Regions from separate parts of the Rattus norvegicus genome. Here regions 1, 2 and 3 are each linked to region 4. Evidence: chromatin contacts called from public Hi-C data. All regions are on one chromosome and are shown on one strand. The core of a region is the stretch at or near the end of the contact, and the rest is flanking DNA. Distances in the headings are between cores, read along the strand shown. Region 1 holds the start of Ss18l1 (SS18L1 subunit of BAF chromatin remodeling complex). Region 2 holds the start of Mtg2 (mitochondrial ribosome-associated GTPase 2). Region 3 holds the start of Osbpl2 (oxysterol binding protein-like 2). Region 4 holds the start of Rps21 (ribosomal protein S21).

The links. A called contact is a pair of places that touch in the nucleus more often than the background predicts.
Region 1: a Hi-C map of liver shows a contact between it and region 4, with 2.4 times the contacts expected there. The contact joins the promoter of Ss18l1 here to the promoter of Rps21 in region 4. A contact is called at or near these places in 3 of 12 Hi-C or Micro-C datasets (the A7r5 cell line, liver and psoas muscle).
Region 2: a Hi-C map of Schwann cells shows a contact between it and region 4, with 5 times the contacts expected there. The contact joins the promoter of Mtg2 here to the promoter of Rps21 in region 4. A contact is called at or near these places in 5 of 12 Hi-C or Micro-C datasets (the Rat2 cell line, Schwann cells, frontal cortex and 2 more).
Region 3: a Hi-C map of mammary epithelial cells shows a contact between it and region 4, with 4 times the contacts expected there. The contact joins the promoter of Osbpl2 here to the promoter of Rps21 in region 4. A contact is called at or near these places in 3 of 12 Hi-C or Micro-C datasets (frontal cortex, mammary epithelial cells and psoas muscle).

What each region holds. Positions count from the first base shown.
Region 1 is chr3:187,517,668-187,523,736 of GRCr8, reverse strand. It overlaps Ss18l1 (SS18L1 subunit of BAF chromatin remodeling complex), which reads right to left and starts at 2,121. Exons shown (of 11, transcript NM_138918.2): 1 at 2,045-2,121. The coding sequence starts at 2,113. Psma7 (proteasome 20S subunit alpha 7) reads left to right here and starts at 2,491. Exons shown (of 7, transcript NM_001008217.1): 1 at 2,491-2,649; 2 at 5,732-5,858. The coding sequence starts at 2,554.
Region 2 is chr3:187,539,423-187,545,329 of GRCr8, reverse strand. It overlaps Mtg2 (mitochondrial ribosome-associated GTPase 2), which reads right to left and starts at 1,725. Exons shown (of 8, transcript NM_001013924.1): 1 at 1,627-1,725; 2 at 797-903. It overlaps Ss18l1 (SS18L1 subunit of BAF chromatin remodeling complex), which reads right to left. Exons shown (of 11, transcript NM_138918.2): 11 at 2,457-5,385. The coding sequence ends at 5,359.
Region 3 is chr3:187,586,257-187,592,162 of GRCr8, reverse strand. Osbpl2 (oxysterol binding protein-like 2) reads right to left here and starts at 3,601. Exons shown (of 14, transcript NM_001013079.1): 1 at 3,541-3,601.
Region 4 is chr3:187,721,629-187,727,229 of GRCr8, reverse strand. Rps21 (ribosomal protein S21) reads right to left here and starts at 3,192. Exons shown (of 6, transcript NM_031111.1): 1 at 3,163-3,192; 2 at 2,945-3,007; 3 at 2,780-2,843; 4 at 2,559-2,630; 5 at 2,324-2,379; 6 at 2,170-2,229. The coding sequence starts at 2,994. The coding sequence ends at 2,220. It overlaps Cables2 (Cdk5 and Abl enzyme substrate 2), which reads left to right. Exons shown (of 11, transcript XM_008762589.3): 9 at 30-245; 10 at 347-530; 11 at 1,169-2,102. The coding sequence ends at 1,198.

The DNA.
Region 1 (6,069 bases), core at 872-3,371, 200 kb after region 4:
CACACCTCAGCAGTGTGAGCGAATGAAGACGGTTGTCTAATATCACCTGGGTTGTGGCGAGTCAGAGAGTTAAGGGGCACGGATATATCCGCTTAGGCAGAACCTGTGCTATAGATTCTATAGTATACAGGGTGTACCATGCAAGACTAGGGACCAGCAAAGGCTACCTCAGTACATGCTAACTCACTTGTATGCCACCGACAATGCCTCAAAGTCCTACAATGGCCTTGTGTCTCTCAAGAGAAGATTAAGGAGAGGTTGTTCTGCGGTGCTCTGAAGATTGAGCAGGATCTGTCCTCCCAAAACAAGCTGTTACTTTGTTTGCTTTGACCACTGACCAGCCTTCTCCCAAATCCCTGGCTCTCCCCAGTGGTCTTAGCAGGGGCTGGTTAGCGTGTGTGCGTGCCTGTGTGCGTGCGTGCGTGTAGTTTAGGGTTTTTCATGCTAGACAAGAGTTTTACTAAGATACATACATAGCCCTGTGTGGGGTGTGTGTGTGTGTGTGTGTGTGTGTGTGTGTGTGTGTATAGTTTAACGCTTTGTGTGCTAAACAAGAGTCTTACTACTGGGGTTGGGGATTTAGCTCAGTGGTAGAGCGTTTGCCTAGCAAACGCAAGGTCCTGGGTTCGATCCCCAGCTCCAAAAAAAAATTAAAAAATAAAAAAATTAAAAAAAAGAGTCTTTCTACTAAGACACATCCCTAGACCTTGGCTTCCATGCAGGATCTTGCTATGCAGCTTCAGCTGCCCTTGGACTTTGTCATGTAGCTCAGGTTGTCCCTAAACTTTCCATCTTGTAGCACTTGCTTCAGAATGTGATTACATCACCAAGACAGGTCAGAGTACACATCCCCTCGAGCCTTCTCAGTAAAGGATTCACAGAGACAGGAAGTGGATCGCACAGCCCTACCGGGTCAAGGACCTTGAACTGAAGACCCACTTCCAAAGGAACAGCAGCCTATGGAGTCACACGGAAGGGCTACTATTAGCTCTCCCACGTAGCCTGTGCAGTCTCAGCCTCCTTCACTAAGTCACTTCTGCAAAAAGTTAAATGTGGCAAGAAGTACAAAACCTGTATTTCTGCTCTGCTCCAATAATCTCCCCTGACTAGGGCTTGCCAACTGTGATAACCACTATATACCTAAGGAGACAGCAAGGGTGACCTGGGAAACAGGCGACAAGTGAAGGAAATCCCCACAAGCCTCTCGGGTCATGAGGGAGTAGAAAGGCCAATGCCCTTAGGGACCTAACTGGCTCAAGGGAATTCAGGAATTCTGTAGAAGGAACCAGAATTAAAAGCCGGCGCGCAAGAAGCTCAGAACAGCGAAGGCAAACAGTAAAAAGCTAAAGTGTCTATGTCAAAACTTGAAACTTCCTTTTGTTAAAGACGTCCCACAAACCCACGCAAACGCCTTCTATGGGAAACTGGCCCAAACTAAAGGATGAGAGAGACTGCAGGACAAACCTGCGGTGTCTGAAGCCAGGGTGCAGGAGGCGAGGCTCGCTGATGCCCAGCGGCCCAAGCGTGGGCGGGGCTGCGCTGGCCTCAGGTCCGCCGCGGGCAGCAAGCTTCGGACAGCGGTGCAGGCCCTGGGGATGGCACGCACACTTTGGATGCATCCCTTTGTGCAGGGCACCGCAGTACCTCACGAGAGCCGCCAGCTCGCCGCAGCGGCGTGCCTCCAGGCTGCCTGCGCCCCCTTCTCCACTCGCCAAGCTGCGCGCAAAGGCGCGCGACCGTCGCTACCAGGACTGTCAGCGGAGCGCGACGAGCCCCCGCCCCGCTGGAGGGGCCGCGGGCCCCGGCGTCTCGCACTGCCGCGTCTGCTGCCTGGGGCGCTCTCGGAGGACACCGCGCGACGTGCTTCAGGGTCCCCACCCACTGCGGCCGCCTGGCCCCCGCTGCCAATGCCTCCGGCAAAGTTGGCGCAGGCTTTCCAGGGGGCGCGCGGAGCCGCCGTCAGGGCTCCGTGCAGCGGGCTGTGCCCCGGCTTTGTTCCTGTCCCGCGCCCACCCGCACTCTGTACCCCCTCGGCCTTGCCCACCTTCTGGATGGTCTGCTGAGTGACCTCCCCTTTGCCTCTCGGCCGCGCCGACGCGAAGGCCACGGACATGGTGGTGGTGCGGACTCAGCCCGTGATCATTGGGGTTTATTCTCCGGCTGCGCCCCGCGGCCCGAGGTGCCCATTCTCCGCAGCGCGGGGGCGGGGGCGCGGGGGGCGCGGTGCCGTGGGCTCGCCCGCCTGCCTATCGCCAATGCGCGCTCGAGGCCCCCGCGTCCCCGCGCCTTATTCGATTGCCTCCCGGGACCGGATCCCGTGCGGAGCCCCCCTACAACCGGCCTCCGCTCTGCCTCCAGCAGGTTGCCGCTACGCTGCCCCCTGTGCTGGGTTTCGGTGGTTCCGCCCGCCCTGCCCCGCCCCGCCGCGCCGCGCCGCACGTCCCCCTGACGCCGGACGCTGCAGACGCCAGCAGCGTGGCCCGGGCGGGCGGGGCGCTGAAGGTGAGTGTGCGCTTTTGAGCGGCGGCGGCTTGAGCTCGCGCGTCCGCAGTGATGAGCTACGACCGCGCCATCACCGTCTTCTCGCCCGACGGCCACCTCTTCCAAGTGGAGTACGCGCAGGAGGCGGTCAAGAAGGGCTCCACCGCGGTGAGCCGGCCGGGGGCCTGCGTGGCGGGGTGCAAAAGGAAGCGGGGCACGGAGACCAGGGCCTGGAGGCCGTGCTATCTGCTGGCGGCGGGTGGACGGGAGGTGACGGGAGCTGAACGGTGACGACGTAGGAAGGGCGCCGTGCCGCGGGGCCTGCGCCGCGCTCCCTAGAGAGCCGAGCGACTTTGCCTGTCTTTCCCACTGCGGAGCGTCTAGGCGAGCGCATCCCCGGGGCTGGGCCGGGGCCATCTTGGTGCTGTGTGCGCGGCGCGGACGGCGGAGGCCGCAGGTGCGCGCGGGCAGCGGGAGGCTGGCTGTATCCGGCGCCGGTAGGGACTTTTGGATTTGCGAGCTAGGCGTTATGGATGAACAAAGGGCGGTTCATGGTCCCTGCGATGGTGACAGGCTGCTTCCGGGTCCGCCTGCGCCATCGACGCTGCGTTCTGGTTCCGGTGGGCCCCTTTCACCGCGCCCCCGGTTTTGTTCAAAGACCTTATCGCTATTTGGAAAGGGGCTGCCTCACACCTGCAAGAGTCAGCAGTGAGACAGTTTTGGTTTTGGTTTTGGTTTTTCCGGAGTCACCGGATCTTCGGGAACACACGTGGTTCCGAGTCTTGAAGCGCTTGCAAGAACCCAAGAACTCTGGAATGACCAGGCTTGGAAGTGCAGGCCTATATACTTCTGGCATTTAGAAGGTTGAGGAGGCTCGAAAATCTTACAAGTACAAAACCAGCTTGGGCTTCTAAAATTAAAGACCCTCTTTGTGCTTGTGTGTATGTGTGCATTATTAACGTGTTTTTTTAAAAGTTATTTTTATGTGCATTTGGCATTTTGTCTACATATATGTCTGTGTGAGGGCGTCAGATTCCCTGGAACTGGAGTCGCCATGTGGGTGCTGGGAATTGAACCTGGGGTCTTCTGGAAGAGCAGCCAGTACTCTTTTTTTTTTTTTTTTTTTTTTTTTTTTGGGCTGGGGACCGAACCCAGGGCTTTGCGCTTCCTAGGTAAGCGCTCTACCACTGAGCTAAATCCCCAGCCCCTAAAAATGATTTATTTTTACTTTATGGGCATTGGTATTTTTGCCTGCATGTGTATGTCTGTGTGAAGATGTTGGTTCCCCTGGAACAGGAGTTATAGACATTGTGAGCTGCCATATGGGTGCTGGGAATTGAACCTCAGTCCTTTTCGGAGCTGGGGACCGAACCCAGGGCCTTGGGCTTCCTAGGCAAGCGCTGTACCACTGAGCTAAATCCCCAACCCCATCAGCCAGTACTCTTAACCGCTGAGCCATTTCTCCAACCTTAAGAGATATGGCTAATGAGAAACCTTCTTTCAAAAACAAAACAAAAACCTGTGAGGCCGGTAAGATAGAGAAATCTTATCTTGCTCTGAGGACCCCAGAACCCATTTTTGTTTTTTAAAGGCAACTGCACCCAGGGACAGACGTACTTGGAATCCCAGCATCCCAGCGCCTTGGAGGCAGAGGCAGGAAGATACATTGAGCTTGCTGATCAGTTAGTGTAGCAGAATCTGTGAGCTTCATTCCGGTTCAGTGTGAGGCTGTCTCAAAAACAAACAAGCAAAAAAACATTGGCAGGCTGGACAGATGATGCAGTAGTTAAAAAGTGCAGGTCTGCTCTTAAAGAGTCCTGAGTTTAGTTTACAGCACCCAGGTTGTAAGGATCAAAACTGCCACGCTCCAAGGGTCCCAGCACCTTTGGCCTCCCTGGGCAGCTACACTAGGTGTACGGACACAACATACTTAAAACTGCTTTTGAAGTTGGGGAAGGGATTGAGGAAGACACTAGGGGTCTCCATGCGCTCAGTAGGAATCGTCTGGAATCTAGGGTGTCTGTCTCCTGAGCTCCCACCTGGCAGCTGCTTGCTGCACCCAGCTGGCTTCTCTGGATCCAGAAGGAACTTGTGAAATCACTCTGGGCCCTTGGTAGGCCCTGTAGAAGGTTTCCGATATCTGGAGGACTGGCTCCAATGATCCTGTCCCAAGTCAGAGGGAGCTGCCACCGAGATGTGCTCTCTGCCCAACCGCCCTTTCAGGGATTGCTACATTTGTTTCTATTCCTCTCTTGATTGAAGGGTTAAGTGTCAGTGAAGTTTCCTGGGTTTATTGTGGGGTTTTGTTGTTTTAACAAAACCTCACTCATTCGATTTTACCAGTGAAGATTCAGGAACCCTATGCGGGGTGAAAGCCTACTGGCTCAGAGGCCAAAAAGAACCCAGCTGACCTTCTCAGTCAATATCCCACAACCATCCCCCTTTAAAACAAAAAAAAAAAAAAACCCTTCCAACTAAATGTCCCTTCTTTCTGCTTCCTGTTTGTCTCTATCCATCCTCTTTTTTTTTTTTTTTTTTTTTTTTTTTTTTTTTTTTTTTTTTTTTTTTTTGTTCTTTTTTTCGGAGCTGGGGACCGAACCCAGGGCCTTGCGCTTCCTAGGTAAGCGCTCTACCACTGAGCTAAATCCCCAGCCCCTCTATCCATCCTCTTGATTTCCGCTTACTCTATCTTTTTTTTTTCCTTAATGTTCTCGGTAGGCCACATATGGGTAGGCATACTTTTCCTGTGGAGCTATGCCAACTATGCCTCTTGACCTAAGATTGGCTTTATTTAATCCTGTTTACAATATTCAAGCAGAAAGTCTGGTGCTTTGTAGCACACTGGGTCCTGCCAGTGCTAGGTGCCTTGCGAACAGGCATTTAGTCAGTTCAGGCTCCCACTCTGGGTCTCGGGACTGACTAGTCAGCTAGGATACAGGTGTGAGCACCTCGGTGTTTTGAGGACACGACATTGGCATTCTGGTCCTGATAACTTGTCCTAGTCCAAGGAGTGGATCTGGGTCCTCATTTGCGGTACAGTGTATCGAGCAGTAGACTAGATATGAGTGGGCATACTTTCTTGTGGGGCTCCTGCACCAAGCTCTGTGGATGTGCCTAACCCTGTTCCACTCTGCTGTGTCAGAAATTAGCAGCTGTCCTCATACAATTCTTTCCAGTTTTAGTATATGTGCTGCCGAAACGAGCACCCTCATACAATTTTTAAAGGTGACTTTAAGTGTTTTCATTTAAGGTTGGTGTTCGAGGAAGGGACATTGTTGTTCTTGGTGTGGAAAAGAAGTCGGTGGCCAAGCTACAAGATGAAAGAACGGTCCGGAAAATCTGTGCTCTGGACGATAATGTCTGCATGGCCTTTGCAGGTATGAGTTGGACCTCGGTGGCGAGTGGAGCGTTGGTGACCGGTTGAGGGGATGGGCGGTTGTGACGCATGTAAAGTGGGTAAATGGAGAACCATTAAAAGAAGTGGCTATGAATCTCTGAGTTCCGGGCTAGCCTGGACTACAGAGCAAGAAAAGCAGTTGTAGCTTGGGGTCTCTCCTGGGGATTCTTGGACCTGGCTGCTGCTGTTTG
Region 2 (5,907 bases), core at 476-2,975, 180 kb after region 4:
TTGTTTTTCTTCTGTTTTAACTGAGGAGCTGGAGAACACAGTCTCTGCTACCACAAATTATGCAGTTAGTTCCACATCTGGGGAGGTTGAGGGGCCGACAATCTGGAGAAACCCCACCCTTAGAAATCCACCTTTTTGATCACTAACTCCCCTACCAGGTTAGTATTTTATCTCATTCTGTAGGACACCTAATATCCTCTTACCCACACATGTGCACGTGTGTGTGCGTGCATCGGCACACTTACGAGAGTAAATGAAGCCTAAGTACCTAGTTCTTCAGTGTGACAGGCCACATAGGGCTACACCAGGCAGGACGGATAAGGATAGTGCCGTCACAGAAAGCCCTAGTGGGCAGGGCCCACCGGCATCACACTGCAGAGGGAGGCTAGGAGAGCGTGCTCACTCTCTAATGGTGCTGTTGCTGGGCCAGTGAAGAGTCAGGGCCTGGAGCCTGACACCCCAGACACTTTAGAGCTGTACAGCAAGGCTTTCATGCATAGGGAATTTCAGTGCCACAGCCTGAGGGTCACTGTTGCTATACAGGATGCTGAGCTCCCGGCTACTGTCCACAAGAGGAAATGTCCAGGAACCTTTTGCCCTGGTTCCACAGTGTACTGACTGAACTGATTGTGTAGCTGGCGCTAGAAACACCTGCCACCACGCCTTCACTGAGAAAGAAGAAAGCACTGTGGGAGAGGGGTGTAGCTCAGTTGGTAGGATGCTTGCCCTCCCAGCATGCATGAAGCCCTGGGGTGGACCCCCGGAAACCACAGGCACTAGGCGTGCCATCACTTACTCACTGTGCTGCACTCAGTGGTTGGAGGTGGGAAGATGGGATTATCAAGGTCATCCTCTACCACACAAGAAATTCAAGGCCAGCCAGGGAGCCAGATATGTGGAAACCTGTCTTAAAAAAGGAGAAGGGGGAAAAACATTCTTGAGGAACGTTTTCATTCCTCCAGTGTTATTCTTTTACAGGCTAAGCACGATGGATTCATAGTATTTACAGTTAGCGAACTGAATTCTAAGCATTTCCTTTTCCTTTTGCTACAGGGTATCAAATCTCGCTGGGGCGGGGGGGGGGGGGGGCGGGGGCGCCGCTACTGTTTCCGCTACATACTGTTACATTTCATTACATGTGTTTGTGATCTACTTCCTTCTTCATGTGGAAAATATTTAGAAACCAGAGTATCATTTTGTCACCTGACAATTCACATTACACGGTTTTTACTTAATTACACGTCACTCAGAAGAAGAAGAAAAAAAAGTGTTCCTGCTGTGCATGGTGGGCAGATGCACTCTGGAAGCCAGACAGGCATCTGACTTCCAGGCGAGCCAGGGAAAGCCTGCTTCAAAAACAAAATAAAGCACGCGTTCAACAACGCTGCGGTCCGGTGTGCCTGCCCTATGGGGCCTTGTGGGACAGACAGACTGGAGGGACAGCTGCTCCCGACCCTGCACTCCAGTTTCCCAGGCTGGTTCACATGCAGGCAGGGAAACCTCCGATAGCTCCAAAACTGTTCTGAGCCTGGTCCTTTAGGCTCCTGAGTAGGAACAATGCTATTTGCTTTCACCCCAGCCACATCTCTACCGATCCTTAGTGTGCAGAATGTTTCTTTACCTCACCTTTAAAAGAATAAAGCCGCGGAGGCAGGGACTCAGGATAAGTCAAATGCCCAGTTAGGCGGCACGCCGAGGAGTGCATCCATAAAGGCTTTCCAAAAGACCTGGGCAAGGGTAACATTCTGTCATCGTTTTCTGTTCATGGTCTCACTATGTGGCCTAGGCGGGCCTCGAACTCCTAGAAATCCACCTGCCTCAGATGAGATTACAGGCGGGCACCACCAAGCTCAAGCAAGAACGAATCCCTCAGAAACCAACTTTCTGGCGCTCAGGCCGGACGGGCCGTCCCCATCTGAGCCACGACACACAGAAATCCCGCCCAGCCATCCCGCAAGCCACCCGCCACCGCAGAATGCACACCGGGAAACACCGCCCGCACCCACCGGCTCCCTGCAGGCTCCCACCTCCGCTCGCTCGACTGCTTCCGGGGCGGGTTTCTGGCCGCGCATGCGCAGTGCACCAGCAAGCCGGAAGGCGCGGTACCGCCTCTGAGCCCGGGGTCCCTACAGCACTGAAGCCAAAAGTCTACTATAAGGGCACTGAGGAACCTGAGCAGAAGAATCACCGTGAATTCCAGCCCATCCTGAGACACACAGTGACCCTGTCTCACAAAACCAGGGAAAAGCCAGGTGCGGAGTCTCACGCCTTTAATCTCAGTCTCCGGAAACAGAGGCAGGGGGATCTCTGTGAGTTCCAGGCGAGACAGCTTTGTACAGGGATCCTCTGTCTAACCAACCAAACAGAAAAGGGCGAAAACGATAGGGTGTTTTAAAATTGTACTTCGTTCACAAATAACAAGACAGACGTAACCTGTTCAATAAACAGAGATGAGGTAATGGCTAAAAAAGTGTTTTTAATGGAAAGTCGTCCTCTTTTTACAAGTTTGAATGGACACTCATTACTTAAGCCCACGTCTGAAAACTGGTAGGACAGGAGAGGAAGACACCTCCTTCCTGGGCCAGGCCTGTGTCTATCCAGTACCTCTGCGGACTTTTCCCATCTCCCACTGTGCTATCTGCTAAGTCTGTTGAGGTGTCCGTACAACCGTGGCCCCTGACGTGCGCAGCTTCTGCTAAGCATCGGGTAGTGGTCTGCACATCTGAAAACCCCAGTCATCAGTGGTCAAGTTCACCAAGTGTTGAATGGATGTTGGGAAACAGGAGGAAGAATGAGCAGTGATTTCCAAATCTTTTCTGGCCTTCAGTAGGAGGGGTCACAGAAAACAAAACACAGTCAACCACGCCCGCACAAAGGGTTCATTTCAGCCTAGGACTTTCCAAACATTCATGTAACAGAAGAAAAGCTATAATACAGGCAATGAAAAACACTGGCATCACCTTTCCCCACAAAATTACATAAAAATGAACAAAACATTAAATAAACATTATTATTAATCATTAAATATATTAACACCAAAATCAGGTATAAATTAGGAAATAAATGTATAAACTATTTCACAAAGTGCTTTTAAAAATATATACACAACATTCAAGAAATTCTTAATGTAAGACATTTCAGATTGAACTTTTGGGGTGATAATATTTTTTAAGTGTCCTTTTCTTTCAAAAAGTATTAACAAACACTAAATACAGCACTTAACATACACATACACACACATACACACACTAATACAGCACTTTAACATACACAAACGCACACACACAGATACACACATACACATATATGCACACGCAGAAGGCATATTCCCAGATTGGCAAGTAATAAAAACCATTTTCACAGTTACTTAAAATGTTTTGACGTTTTCAATGAGATATTTTAGCCCCCAGCTGAGCTTGCAAGACTGGTTTTATAGAAACTGCCAGAAAGGAAAGGAGCAAAAGAGACTGAGTCCCTAAAATGAAGTTGCCATCACTTCTGACACATATCGATCAGAAACTCATTTCTATGAAGTTAAAACCGTCACGTAGCCAGCCTGTGTGTTTCCTAAACCCTATGCCTAGGAGACATATACACCCATGGCTGTTGATATCAAGTCCCACAGGAGAGGGAGGGCATCCTAGATTAATATGGAAACTACCACAGACAAGTCTTTTAATGCGGCCCTTGCTCTTCTGTGAGTAAAACGGAGCTTGCACTGTATTTTCTGGCAAGACCATCAAGATTAGTTCAAGCAAACCCCACAAAAGGGCCTTACCCATTGAGCTACCGATAAGTTTTATATTTTAAAAACAATCAACTGGAAACACTCAGGCATGGTAGTACACACCTATGGTCTCAGTACTTGGGAGTGGAGGCAGGAGGATGGTTAAGTTCGGCCTCAGTTATGTAGTGAGTTTGAGGCCAGTCTGGGCTACATATAAGACACAGATAAAGGGAAAGCATCCCGGCTGACAGGCCCGATGGCACCAAGCCCTGCATCCTCAGAGATGGTTTTGTATGTTCTTGGTTGTTCTTAGCACTTATCTTGAAGGTTTTTTCCTTCTTCTTCTTCTTTTTCTCATAGTCACATCATTATTATCCAAAAGGATGCTGAGAAATACGCATGCTACACTATATGTGGTGTTTTCCTCTGACAGAACCTTTTCAAAGAGGCTGCCTCTCCTGTTTGCACAGAATTAAAATGAGATTAAACACCCTAAAGACGTAAAAAAAAAAAAAAAAGTCACTCAATTTTCGCTGTATGAAACTTGTCCTTTTCATTTGAGTGGATGTAATCAAGTTATTTGGAGTCATTAAAAATGCAGTGTGGGAGCGCAAGGCCCTGGGTTCGGTCCACAGCTCCGAAAAAAAGAACCAAAAAAAAAAAAAAATGCAGTGTGGGTTTCAGAGCTCCCTAAAGGCAAAGGAGCATCTGCTTGGCAATCTGAACTCAAAGGTCCGGGAAAAGTAAAATAAACACTTGCCAACTGCTCATAAAATTAAACACGAGTACTTTAAATTGTCTTTAAATTTAGGTTCCGGCAACACTCAAAGCCTACAGATGACACCAAATAAACAAGGGCCAAAGCCACACTAGGCACAAGCAGCCGGGAGACAGCGAGACTTGCTCTTCAGACACCGCCCTCCTCAGGGAAGGCTCCCCTCCCGACGCCATCACCCATCACGGTGGCAGTTATCTGGAATACAGTCACCGATCCCTCTTCACTCTCTACCACAAAGACGTACTCAGGGATCAGGGAACCTGGAGAGACACAGGCGACTGCCAAGTCCTGGAAAGGACAGCTCATGGTCTTTGCACACGAAGCACATTTTCCTTGTTACAGTGACATGACCCAAGACACAGAAGGTGTCCCCAGGCCCTACTTAGGCACAGAGGAGATGGCCACCCAGCGTCGTACGTACGTCAAGCTATGAGCCGCCAGTTGAAGAAACATCTCAAAACGGTCCGCTTACAACAATGGTATGAGTGGGGGCAGACTGGGTCTGTTCATGGTAGCGTGGGCCATGATGTCTCTTAGATACTGTCTCATCACTGGGCATAGAACACGCGATGACTCTGTGACCCCCCGAAGCTAGCTAAGAACATCAGGGAGGGGGACAGGGGACACAAACAGGACAACCTCCCCATCGCACCCATATACAATACTTTACACAGCACCAAACATGTCACGCCATTTCAGCCAGTGGTACGCACAGCATCACACCCAGCACGAAACGAGCCTGCCTCTCATGCAGACACGGCACTGGGCAAAGAGGGTGACCAACGTGTCATTACTCATCGGAACTGTCACTGGCTCATCCTACTATGAAGGGTCCAAAGCCAACGCTTGTCCTTTATTGCTGGTAATTTCCATACTGGCCCTAAAAGAGAACAAGACATAGATTACACCTCTCTAGTCCTGAGTGACAGGGTCTGCTTCCTCCGACAGCCAGAAGTCTGGAGGGTCTACCGAAATCCACAAAGTGAGAGGTGACACTCCTCCAATCCAGAGGTAACGTCCTTTAGCCAACCTCACACAACTGTTTTCTTGACTGGTTTAATTTTGATCAACTTTCCTCACAGGCAATGCGCCCTCACTGGGCTCTCTGAAGGTAGGGCCCTGGCCACATGCCTAACCAGATCATGGTGGCCCTCCAGGAAAGGAGTCCCCTGCACCCTGAGCTCCTCTGAATAACTCAAGGGGCAGCAGAGCCGCTGCCAACACTGGTGACCTGCTAACAGGACCAGTCTACACAAAATCTCAAGGAGGAAGAAATGGAGTTTGAATCCAGGCTGACTGCAGGGTTGGAAACCAACAGAGCCCTGCACAGAGAGGGAGTCTCCTGGAGGATGGCTGTCCTTACGGACACAGGCACTCAACCCCAGCTTCTTCTCCCCCACAG
Region 3 (5,906 bases), core at 2,352-4,851, 140 kb after region 4:
GTCTGTATGTACCTTTGATCCTGGCATTCTGAGGCAGGCAAATATCTGAATTCAAGGCCAGCCTGATCTACAAAGAGAGTTCTAGGCCAGCTAGGGCTACAATAGTATGAACCTATCTTAAGGGGTTGGGGATTTAGCTCAGTAGCAGAGCGCTTGCCTAGCAAGTGCAAGGCCCTGGGGTTCAATCCTCAGCTTGGGGAAAAGAAAGAAAAGAACCTATCTCAAAAAATAACCAGTTTTTATTAGCATATATTAATAATACATAATGATGAGTTTCACCAACACCTTCATACACGTTATATAACGTAATCTGATCAGATTCACCCCCTTGTTACCCTCTCTTGCCTACCTCCCCAAGTTTGTCATTCTCTTTTTATTATAGATTCTTTTTTTTTTAAGATTTATTTATTTCATGTATGGGAGTACCCTGTAGCTGTCTTCAGACACAGCAGAAGAGGGCAGAGATGGTTGTGAGCCATCATGTGGTTGCTAGGAATTGAACTCAAGACCTCTGAAAGAGCAGACAGTGCTCTAAACCACTGAGCCATCTCTCCAGCCCCCTATTACAGATTCTTATTAAACTTATACTTCAAATTTTTATTTTAGCTGGGTAGTGGTGGCACAGGCCTTTAATTCCAGCACATGGGAGACAAAGGCAGGCAATCTCTGTGAGTTTAAAGCTAACCTGGTCTACAGAGCTAGTTCCAGGATAGCTATGGCTACACAAAGAAACCCTGTCTCAAAAAGAATCCAGAATTTAAGAGTGTGTGTGTGTGTGTGTGTGTGTGTGTGTGTGTGTGTGTGTAGTGTGTATACACACGCATGTGCTCATGTAGGAGTCATAGTGTACATGTTGAGGTCAGTGGACAACTTATAGTTCAGATTTCTGCCTTATCCACCCGGGATCCACCTTAAGTCATCAGGCTTAGCAGAAAATGCCTCTTCCCAGTGAACTACATTTCCATCCTTTTTGTGAGGGTGATTTGTTGTTTGAGTGCTAGCATTAAAGGGCATATGCCACAATGCACTGCTAAATGCTTAACACACATGCTTAGAATTTCATACTGACTTTCATAAATATACATATACACACATATACACTTATGAATATATACACACATGTTATGTATATGTGTGTAGATATATGTGTGTCTGTATGTATGTGTGTCTGTCTGTATGTCTGCATGTGTGTGTGTGTGTGTGTCTGTCTGTCTGTCTGTATATTTTGGGGAGAGAGTGCTTTTGAGGCAGGATCTCTCACATGGCCCTGGCTGTCCTGGAACTATGTAGACCAGACAAGCCTTAAACTTGCAGAGATACACCTGGCTCCTCTTGAGTGCTAGGATTAAAGGTGGGTTCCACACCTCCAGCCTAACTTTCACATAAGGTTTTTACAATCCCAGATAAGGTAGGTGGACTGTGGGATGGGTCTAGGTAGTTTGGGCTACAGAGTAAGTCATGTGTCAAAGCAGAAAACAACAACAATGACAACCAAAAAAACAAAAAAACAAAAAACAAAAAACAAACAAACAAAAAAACCTCGTGGAATTTTTGCTTAGTATTTTTGTTTGTTTTTGTTTTTGTTTTTCAAGACAGAGTTGTTCTATGTAGCCCTGGCAGTCCTGGAACTCACTATATAGACAGATTGGTCTCAAACTGGCCTCAAACCATCCACCAAATGGAAGGCAGAGACTGGCAGATCTTTGAGTTGGAGGTCAGTCTGATCTACAGATCAAGTTTCAGGCCAGCCAATGTTACACAGTGGGACCCTGTCTCAAAAAACAAATAAACAAAAATAGGAACTTGACAGGTGCTATGTGGCATGCATGCCTGCGATCCCAGAACACGGAATGGGTCAGAAGCTCAAGGTCATGCTCAACTACATTTGAGCCCACCCCAGTTACATTAGATCCTCCTCAAAAGTAACAAAATAAATGTAAAGAACACACCAACTGGTGCCCAATACCAAATGATCGGCCCTGGAAACATAATGCATTCAAGTAACATTACCCAAACTGAGCAGGTTGTATTTTATGTATTTAAGGATACAGATCTCTCTCTCTCTCTCTCTCTCTCTCTCTCTCTCTCACACACACACACACACACACACACACACACACACACACAACAATCCAAGAAGTAGAGGCCATGGAAGAGAGCAAAGGGAGTACTAGGGGACTTGGGGGAAATGATGTAATTATATTATAATATAAAAAATAAAGCTGGGGGGCTGGGGATTTAGCTCAGTGGTAGAGCGCTTGCCTACCAAGCGCAAGGTCCTGGGTTCGGTCCTCAGCTCCAAGAGAGAGAGAGAGAGAGAGAGAGAGAGAGAGAGAGAAAACGAACTAAAGCTGGGAAATATAGTGCAGAGGCTACTCACTTGTCTTGACATGCATAAGGCAATATCCATCCCGAAAGAGAGAGAGAGAGAGAGAGAGAGAGAGAGAGAGAGAGAACCTTTGCTACTTAATTTACTATTATGTGATCTGAAGTTCCTTGAGCTCTGTATTCCTCAGGAATAAGGATAATGTTAGTGCTAACTGCTGTACGTGCTTCTAATAATCTAGAACAAATAATTGCTCAAAATTATCATCCCCTGAGATAAGAGTTGTTATTGACAGACTGACTGTACCTGGGGCAAACAGGAAGGTAGATTCTATGGAGAACATGCAGCACCCATTTCCTCATTGTCACTCTTTAGATGGCACCATCAGAGGCGCTGGGAGGCGACGGGACAATATGTCCACTCAAATGTCCCCTTACTCACTCAACGGCAGTGAACTAACACTTTGGAGCACCTGTTGCTTGTAAGAGCCCACTTCAGACAACTGACCTTATATGTTTCTTTTACTGAAATAGCAGATGCCACAAGCCATAAACAAGAAATGAAGGTGGGAGAGAGGATGGGTGACAGCAAGGATCAGGCTCTCCGCAGGAGCGGTCAGCAGTTCCCCATCCCTGAGGAACCCATTCAGGAGTTGTCCCTTCAACATCTCTGACGATATGGAGCCTAGTCCCCCAGGTGTGTGCGGAGACCCACAGAACCACTGAACCAGATGTGCAAAGGCCAATCCAAAAGAGCATAACCCAAAAGCTTGTCCAACTCTCAAGAGGTGCCCCAACTCGGCCGCAGAGTCTCGGAAGAGCAAGGGGGACTGCGTGCCACCGCCCTCGCGTCCCCGCGGGGCCCACCGGCCGCACTAAGCGCAGACCGCCCCGGCTGCCTCGCCGGCGCGAGCGATCAGAAGGCGCGCTCCGACTCCGCTGTGGCCCTCGGACCTGAGGCCACGCGGGCACCAAGTTCCGCGCGCGCCCCAAAGGGATGCGCGGCTCGCCCAGCGAGGCGAGAATGCCGGAGTCCCTCGCGCGCGACCGCGGACCTCGTTCGAGCCCCACGGCGCCCAGTCCCTCCCGCGGCCGTCCACAATCCCGGCGGCCTAGCGCCACGACTCTCCAGCCCGGGCCCTGCCGCGGCCTAGGTGTCACACGGGCCTTCCCGAGACCCGTCCCCGCGCGCCCACGCCGCCACAGCCCACTCACCGGAACGCGGTCCCCGCGGCGCCACCGACCCCCACGGCCGCCCCGCCCCCGCCTGCGGCCAGCAACCCTCTGACACCCAAGCGGAAGTGCGGCCCGCGCCTCTCCGACCCACAGCCCGCCGCGCCGCTCGCCGCGCCCCGCGCCGCCCGTCAGCCGCCGCCTCGCCAATCAGCGCTCGGCCCGCAGGCCGCGCCGGGGGCGGAGCCATGCGGATCACGTTCTCCGCACAGCTTCTTCCTCCACCCTATCAGAGTCCGGCTCACACAGGGGAGTGGCGGCGCACCCAGCCAATCACCGCTTGGAAAAGGTGGGTTTATGCAGATACTATAGCTAGAAGGAAGGGGAGGCAGGAGGAAGGGGAGTGACCTTGGGAGAGGCTAGTTTACAAACAGTGAGTCAGGTGGCTGGGCGTAGACGATCCCAGGCTGGCGCTGGGCTAGACCTATCCTTCGGCTCCCGACCCTGCAGACGCTTCTTACGGTTGCTGGGGTTTGGACAAAAGGCAAATGTCGCCGCTGGCCTTTGCGCGCCAATCTTGGCTTTAATATACCCTGGGGCTAGTTTACCCCTCCAGTTGCCTCCCTGGCCGGTTCATCCTGTTTAACACCCTTAGGCGCCCTGTGGTCTGCAGTGGCTCCTGGTTAAACTGGGGATCGCTGGGGACACGACACCCCTGCAGCTTGTTTGGCCTTAGGAAAGCTAATTGACCTCTCTGAACACTCAGTTTACTCTGTAGCCAGGGCTCCCCAGCCTCCTCATCACATTTGAATGAGGGTCTGGTTTGAAACAGGCTGAGTGACATGAACCAAGATGGCTACTTGACTTGCATTAGACTTTGCAGGACACAGGAATTGCAAAAGTATGGGGCATGTGGTTCAGTCCTAGACAGGAGATTCAGCCCAATGTCAAACCAGAGGGAAGCAAGACAGATGTCTCCTGTCTTTTACGAACCTACCCAGAAGCAAGTGAAGTGAGAGCAACTGTAGGTGTCTGGTCCTTTGAGGGCAGGAAACCAAGGAGGAAGCAAGACCCCCAGGTCACCCAAAGCCAGCTGCACCTGACATCTGTCCTAGGCTTTCCAGTTCTTGAGTAACTACTTGGGGTTCTTTGCTAAGCCAGTCTGAGGTTTTGGCAAAGGGGTTCTGAATCTCTGAAATCGGTAACATATGACCCATGACCCTTCAGCACATAATGAAGGATTCTGCCCCCAAGGCCACACTACTTCCTCCAGTAAGGTGGTGCTCACACACAGGTCTCCCCGGCTGCCTCTGTGGCCCACTCTGCAGATGCTCATGCCCTCTGCAAACATGGAGTCAGTGCATGAGCTTCTGTGGCCCAGCAGACCCTGTCTGCCTCTCTGGCTCCCACCCCGGGGACAGCCTGGCTTTCTGGTGGCCCCTTCTCAATGGCGCAGGGGAGACGTGCTGGGACTGGAAAAGAGCCCCCTGCATGCTCTGCTCCTAAAGAGAGAGACAGAGGGAGGCGGGCCAGGCTTCCGAAACAAAGGCGTTGCCATGGTTACCTCTGAAGAAAGCAACTCCAGTCCGCTGAGGGCTGATGGAAGGGTGCGGCAGCTGGCCCCCCAGCCAGGACAAGGACGGCTAGCCGGTTGCCACGGAGATAGTCAGGTTGACCAGGTTCAGCAGTTTTTCTGGGGACCTGGCCAAGACCAGCTCAGAGTCCCTCAAACCCACCACCACCCACACCCTCACCTAAATCTCCAAGATCAGCCCCTATGCAAGGGACAAGCCTCAGAAGGACACAGCTTACTACCTGCTTTTTGACTTTGAGCTAAAGGGCCCTGCCATCTGGGCAGGATAACCACCCAAGCTGAGTGGAGTAGGTGGGCTAACCTAGGGTGGTCCCTGGGGCTGGGGTGGCATTCCAACCTCCTGTCTTCCAGCTCTGTCATGGGGATGAGGATAGCCTTGAGTTCCTCACCTCCTGCTTTTACCTCTCAGTGCTGAGCTGACAGATGCCCAGCATCACGCCTGGCTCTCTGCCCCTTTTAGGGGCTGCCATGCCTTTCAGCAGGTGGCAGGACTTTCTCAGGTGCAGGACTGGGTGGCTCAGCATCTCCGTCAGTAGGGGAGGGGGCTTCCTCCATCTTCGCCGAGGGGCAGTGTTCTCTAGGATGGACTAGTAGGGTGTAGAAAGAGGCAGAATTGGTTCTGCATCTTGCCATGACAGATAGTGATAGTTGAAATGACCCCCACATGTTCCATGATGTCCCTTCTGGTTCTCCCATTTCAGCAGCCGACCAGGGAGATGTGCGTCATTGCTCCCACTTTACAGATGTCAGACATGGAACTCAACCCAGTTAATGCCTCCTGGGGACAAGGCACAGAGAGGTCTGATGGGTCAAC
Region 4 (5,601 bases), core at 1,943-4,442:
CAGGGACATGGCTCCCATCCCACCCACAGTTTAAAACGGGAGATGCGGAACCTTTCTGAAGAGTGCAGCTTGGAGCCTGTGACTGTGTCCATGGCCTATGTGTACTTTGAGAAGCTTGCACTGCAGGGCAAGCTCAACAAACAGAACCGCAAACTGTGTGCTGGCGCCTGTGTTCTGTTGGCTGCCAAGATCAGCAGTGACCTCCGCAAGAGTGAAGTGAAGCAGCTTATTGACGTGAGTGTGAGGTGTGCACAGCATGAGCAATCCGGTGGGCGCTGGGCGCTGAGCCTTAGATGGGGACCACAGATGGAGCTAACCCACTGACCCTTTGCTTCCTTCACTGCAGAAGCTGGAGGAAAGGTTCCGGTTCAACAGGAAGGATCTCATTGGATTTGAGTTCACGGTGCTTGTGGCTTTGGAACTGGCCCTGTACCTCCCGGAGAACCAAGTATTACCTCACTACAGACGCCTCACCCAGCAGTTCTAGCCCAGAACAGTGCACCCCACAGGGAGCCTGCTTTGGCAGGAAGGCGAGTAGCTTGGCTAGAGCACTGACTAGTAGTGTCCCTGTCCTTCCTCTAGTAACTGCACTTGCCCCTCAGTCCAGGGCAGCTCTTAGCTTCCCTTGGAAAGAGGCACTGCTCTTATTTTGGAGTGTACCCCATCTTCACCTTGAGGCCCTGTTGAGGGTTTTCCTGAAGCAAATGAACATCGTGGGGCTTGGTTTGCTTTTCATGTGCCTGAGACCAGCCTGGTTTATGTTGTCAATCCTGAGGTCCAGCTTTCATTTTGCCTAGCCATGAAACCATTCCTGTAGAGACCTAGGTGTCCAGACCTTCTGAACATACTGGAATTGCCAGGCTTCTGTCTCCTGGTGCCTCCACCCAGGCAGAGCTCCCCCATCAGCACTTTTTTTTGGTCAAGATGCAGGAAAGGGCAGTCTGCTCACACTGGACCTTGTTAAAGCATCTGCCACTGTGAAACCCCTGTGCCACCACATACAGTGTTTGGCCAACACCACCACCCACCCCAACCCCTGCCTCCTGCCAGCACTTATCCCTGCGGTACTGGACCATTTAAGACAACCGCTGACTGCGGGCTCTTGACTTTCCTGAGCAATATCATGATGGAGAAAAGGTATTAACTTGAGATTTGGTTTCTATAACAGAAAAGACGGCCCATTAAGGCCTGCTGCTGACTCTGCACCACACTTGATCCTCAAGCAGGAAGGTACTGACCCTGCCACCTAACAGCACATCAGTGACTCCTCACAAATAGATGCCATCCAGGCCAACTTGCCTGTGTATTGACTGTGCCACTGTCTTCCTACTGGCACCAGACAAGAGCCATCCTCCACCTTCCCAGGCCTGTTATTCCCTACAACTGGTCACCAGCCTGGCAGATGCCAGTCCCACTGCTCTCAAGTGCTTGGTTCCACAGCCACTCATCCCAGAAATGCTTACCCTCTCAAGCCTGACACCACTCAACTACCTAATGGATGTTAGTAGCTTAAACAGAGACCTTGAAGGATAGTAGAAGGATAGTAAACTCTAGCCTTCTACCCTGCCCATGCTTATGCTGGTGTAAGCACGCTATCCTTAGAGCACCTGGGTGCCATCTGCAGACAGTGATGTCTTACTTAAAATGAACTTTAGATACAGCTGACTGGTCGGCTATCCCTGGGGGTGATACCCTGGTAGCTTATTCTAGTTATGTTAAAGCTGGCAACAGTGATAATTTAAGCTTCTATATTTATGATCTTACCAAGCTGGTGTGCTGTTAGTCCTTCCCTCCTTGCCCTCAGTAATGCTAAGAGCTGCTGACATGTGGTATGATAAGCACTGTTACAACAAAACCAACCTTTAAACCAAATGACAGGCTAAACACAGTGTCTGTCCTAGACTAAGTCCAGAAATCCGAGGTGTGCCCACGGTGTCCAGCTGGACTGTGACCCAATGCCACAGACCTGGTGCTGTACCTTCAGCACTCAACAGGCACAGCTGTGTGTGTGACCTCAGAATGCTGCTTATGTATGTCCAGCCGGTTCTGAATGGAAGGTGTTAAATGTTTTTGTTAAAAGTAAAACTTGTTTTTGCAACATACTTCCTTGCTTGTCTCCTTTCCTAGTCACGATAAAAACATAGTAAAAGCAGACTTTGCTGTCACAGGTACTTATTATCACTTTTATTTATAACAAATTATTCCCGATTTCTTCTGGCTCAAAAGTTCCTAACAAAGGGAAAAAAGCAGTATTAAAAGTTGTATCTCCTGGCCACTATCTCCCAAGCCACTCAACCCGATTGTGACATTTTCCCCCACTTACTTTGAGACAATTCCATCAGCCTTAGCCAATCGGAGAATAGAATCATCTGACTCGCCCTTCAAAATTAAAAATAAATACCTGAGTATCCCCAGAGCTGGCTCCCTGCTTAGCAGGGCAGAGCACGCACAATTAGACCCAAATCTGTGCTCTAGAGAGGGGCACCACCACCATCATAGTGCAAATATTTACATCAACAGTACTAAAAGGCAGAGGTCCATGTGGTAAAACAACTCACCATCCTGCGAATGGCCCCGCAGATGCCGTAGGTTTTAAACTGACCATTAAATCGGCCTGTACTCCTGTCAACCTGAAAAGACAAAAAGGTTGGGAGAGTCGACCCCACCCCACGCTGTCGGTCTACCCTCGATCTTAGAAAACACCAACGCGAGAACCAGGCACTCAGAGGCTTAATTGCCTCGTTATTCCTTCCCCCTCATCATCGGGTTCCTAGCTCACCTCGGCCACATTCATCTGGATGGACGCGTGGTCCTTGGCAGCAATGATGCGGTTGCTCGCGGAGCTGAGTAAAGAAAAGTACAGTGCGTGTAATAGGTCGCAAAAGAACAGTAGATGAAAGGAAGTAGGAAAAATGGGCACAGGAAAGATGATGCCGCAGCTCACCATTTCCGCGGCACGTACAGGTCCACAAACTCGCCGGCGTCGTTCTGCATACCGAGGCCGTCCCTGCAGAGTCACCACGCGGATCATAAGGCTAGTCAGGCCGCACTCCGAGCCCTAGCCAGACCCATGTACCGAGCGCTCCCGGCCATGCGACCACGACCTCCCCAACCGCGCCCGGCCCGGTCCAGCTCGCGCCCACAGCCCGCCGCGCGGCCTACCTGCTCACGGGTCTACGGAGAACACAGAAAGGAAGTGGCTCGTTCTTCCACAGCACTAATGGGCAGGAGGGGCGGTTCGTCAGGAAATGCTTCCGGGTCGTGCTGACTGTATCCACCATCCCGGAGGCCTATTTGCGAGCCTTTACTTCCGCTTCCGGTGCAAAGAAGCCCGGGCAGCTCTGCACAAAGCACATAGATTCCTGGCTCCGCCTCCAGTCAGGTCACGCCTCTTTCCTCAGGCCCCGCCTCCACCGCGGAGTCTCGCCCCTCCGCCCTCGTCCAGTTGGGTTGCACTTGTCCTGTCCGCCGGCCGCCCTCGGGATGGTGTCAGAGGAAGCCAGGCAGTTGTGCTGGAACGCGGACATCACAGACCTGGGCGCTTCCGGGAAGCCGCCGCCAGAGCCTCGGAGAGGAACAGCCGAGCGTGGACTGCGGGGGGAGGCCGGGACGGAAGCACAATCCTTGGAAGGGGAAACTGATGTCGCGTCAAATGAGCTGGACCGCTGGCCTTCCGCTGCACCTTCATTTTCTTCAAGAACCCCCTACCCATCCTGAGAACTGAACTGCGTCCTTGCTGTCCTGCCCCTCCTCACCCCAGGCTCCGCTCCTCTCCCCAAACCTTCCCCTTCTCGTCCGGTTCCAGCCACCACGCGGTCCACACGCCTAGGGAAGTGAGTCTGGCCTGAGAGTGCACGCCTTTAATCTCAGCATTCGGGCTGCCGAGGCAGGTGATATCTGAGGCCATTCTAGTCTACATAGTTCCTGCCCCCCAAAAAAGAAAGCTCCCAGGCCGTAGTCACCAGAGTGTGCAGTAAGCCCCTTGTTGATGAGGCTACTGTAGAACTGTATGCCCGATGTCATCTATCTGTATACACCCAGTTACATAGTCTTGGGGAGAATCTCCCTACACCCTGAGTTGGTGATCACCTTCCAGGACTGTCACGGAGTTGGCCCTCCACAAACCTGGAAAGCAAGTAGTCATGTGTGCATTAAGATTCCCCGCGCAGCAGAGGTTCTTTTTCAGATTAGGCACAAACCACACCCAAACACCTGTTCTCACAGAGAGATGCTTTTTTAAATGGGGGAAAGAAAAGTTAAAAGTGGCTGCTTTCTGACTCGGACAGAAAAACCAACAAATGACCTTGCAGGTGTAATTTTTAATAAGTGAAAAGGGGGAGTTCTGTGTTAGAATGGGCTAGGACACGGTGGTGTATATTGATTGGATAGTTAAGTGAACCAAAGCGAGCTTTTGATAGCCCGACCTTGGTAGTCAGCCTCAAGAGGAGGAAGTGGCCAAATAAGGGATAGTCCGTGGTGGCTAGCTTTAGGAATGGAGTCTGTCGGGTTTTAGCAAGGCAGAGGCAAGGGGGAGGGGAGGCTGCCAGAGCAATGTTTGCCATGTTCAAGCTGTCCAGACTCCTTTCCTGCATTGCGTCTGGAGTTTGCGCTAGATCCTTATTGTGTGTCAGAAGTGAGAACACCAGAGCCACTGACTCTAGGAAAATGACCTTTCGTATAGGCCACAAGGCACGTAGACAGGGTTGGTCTGTTTATGTCTTAGTTTTGAGATCTGCAGCTGGTCTGGCTACATCCGTGTATGTTGAGTTGAACCCTCACGGCCTGCTTAGTGGTCAGAGATGAAGCAGCAGGTGTGCCAGGAAGGAGACCATGACCAAAGGGAAACCCAGAAACCTGAAGTAGACTCCACTCAGCAAATTCGGCAGTCGTAGAAAGAGCGGGGACTGGATTCAAGTAGAAACGCAGAGTACGCATAGTGCTGGACAGAAAGTTCAGAAAGGTAAAAAGCCCACAACAACGAAAATTCACATCATCTGGCGTCCTCTCAACGACTGCCAGATTAGACAGCAAAGGAATGCAGTCACTAGTGAGAGAAAGACATCGATCCAGAACTCAACTCAGATGCTAGAATTAGCAGACACCATCTGCTCCAGACCTTTGGAAGAGGAAGGACACTGCATGCCTGCATCTCCGCACTAGGGAGGTGTGGACAGGAGGATCAAGAGTTTGATCTTAGGCTACAAAGTAGGACCTTGTCTCAAAAAAATCTGAATGAGTAAGAAAGCTCAGAAAAAGATTTATTGACTTTATATGTATGTGAGTACACTGTAACTGTCTCAGACACACCAAAGGAGGCATCAGATTCCATTACAGATGGCTTTGAGCCACCATGTGGTTGCTGGGAATTGAACTCAGGACCTTTGGAAGAGCAGTCAGCAGTAAGTGATCTTAACCACTGAGCCATCTCTCCAACCTCACCTGTGAGCTTTAAACGGTAGAGAACCATGAGTAAAGCATGACAGTTCATGCCTCTAATCACAGCACTTCAGTTTTTTGAGACTGAGAAAAGGATTGCTGCAAGTTCAAGGACAGCCTGGGCTATAGAGTGAAACTCAAAAAAAAAAAATCAAATTAGAAAGT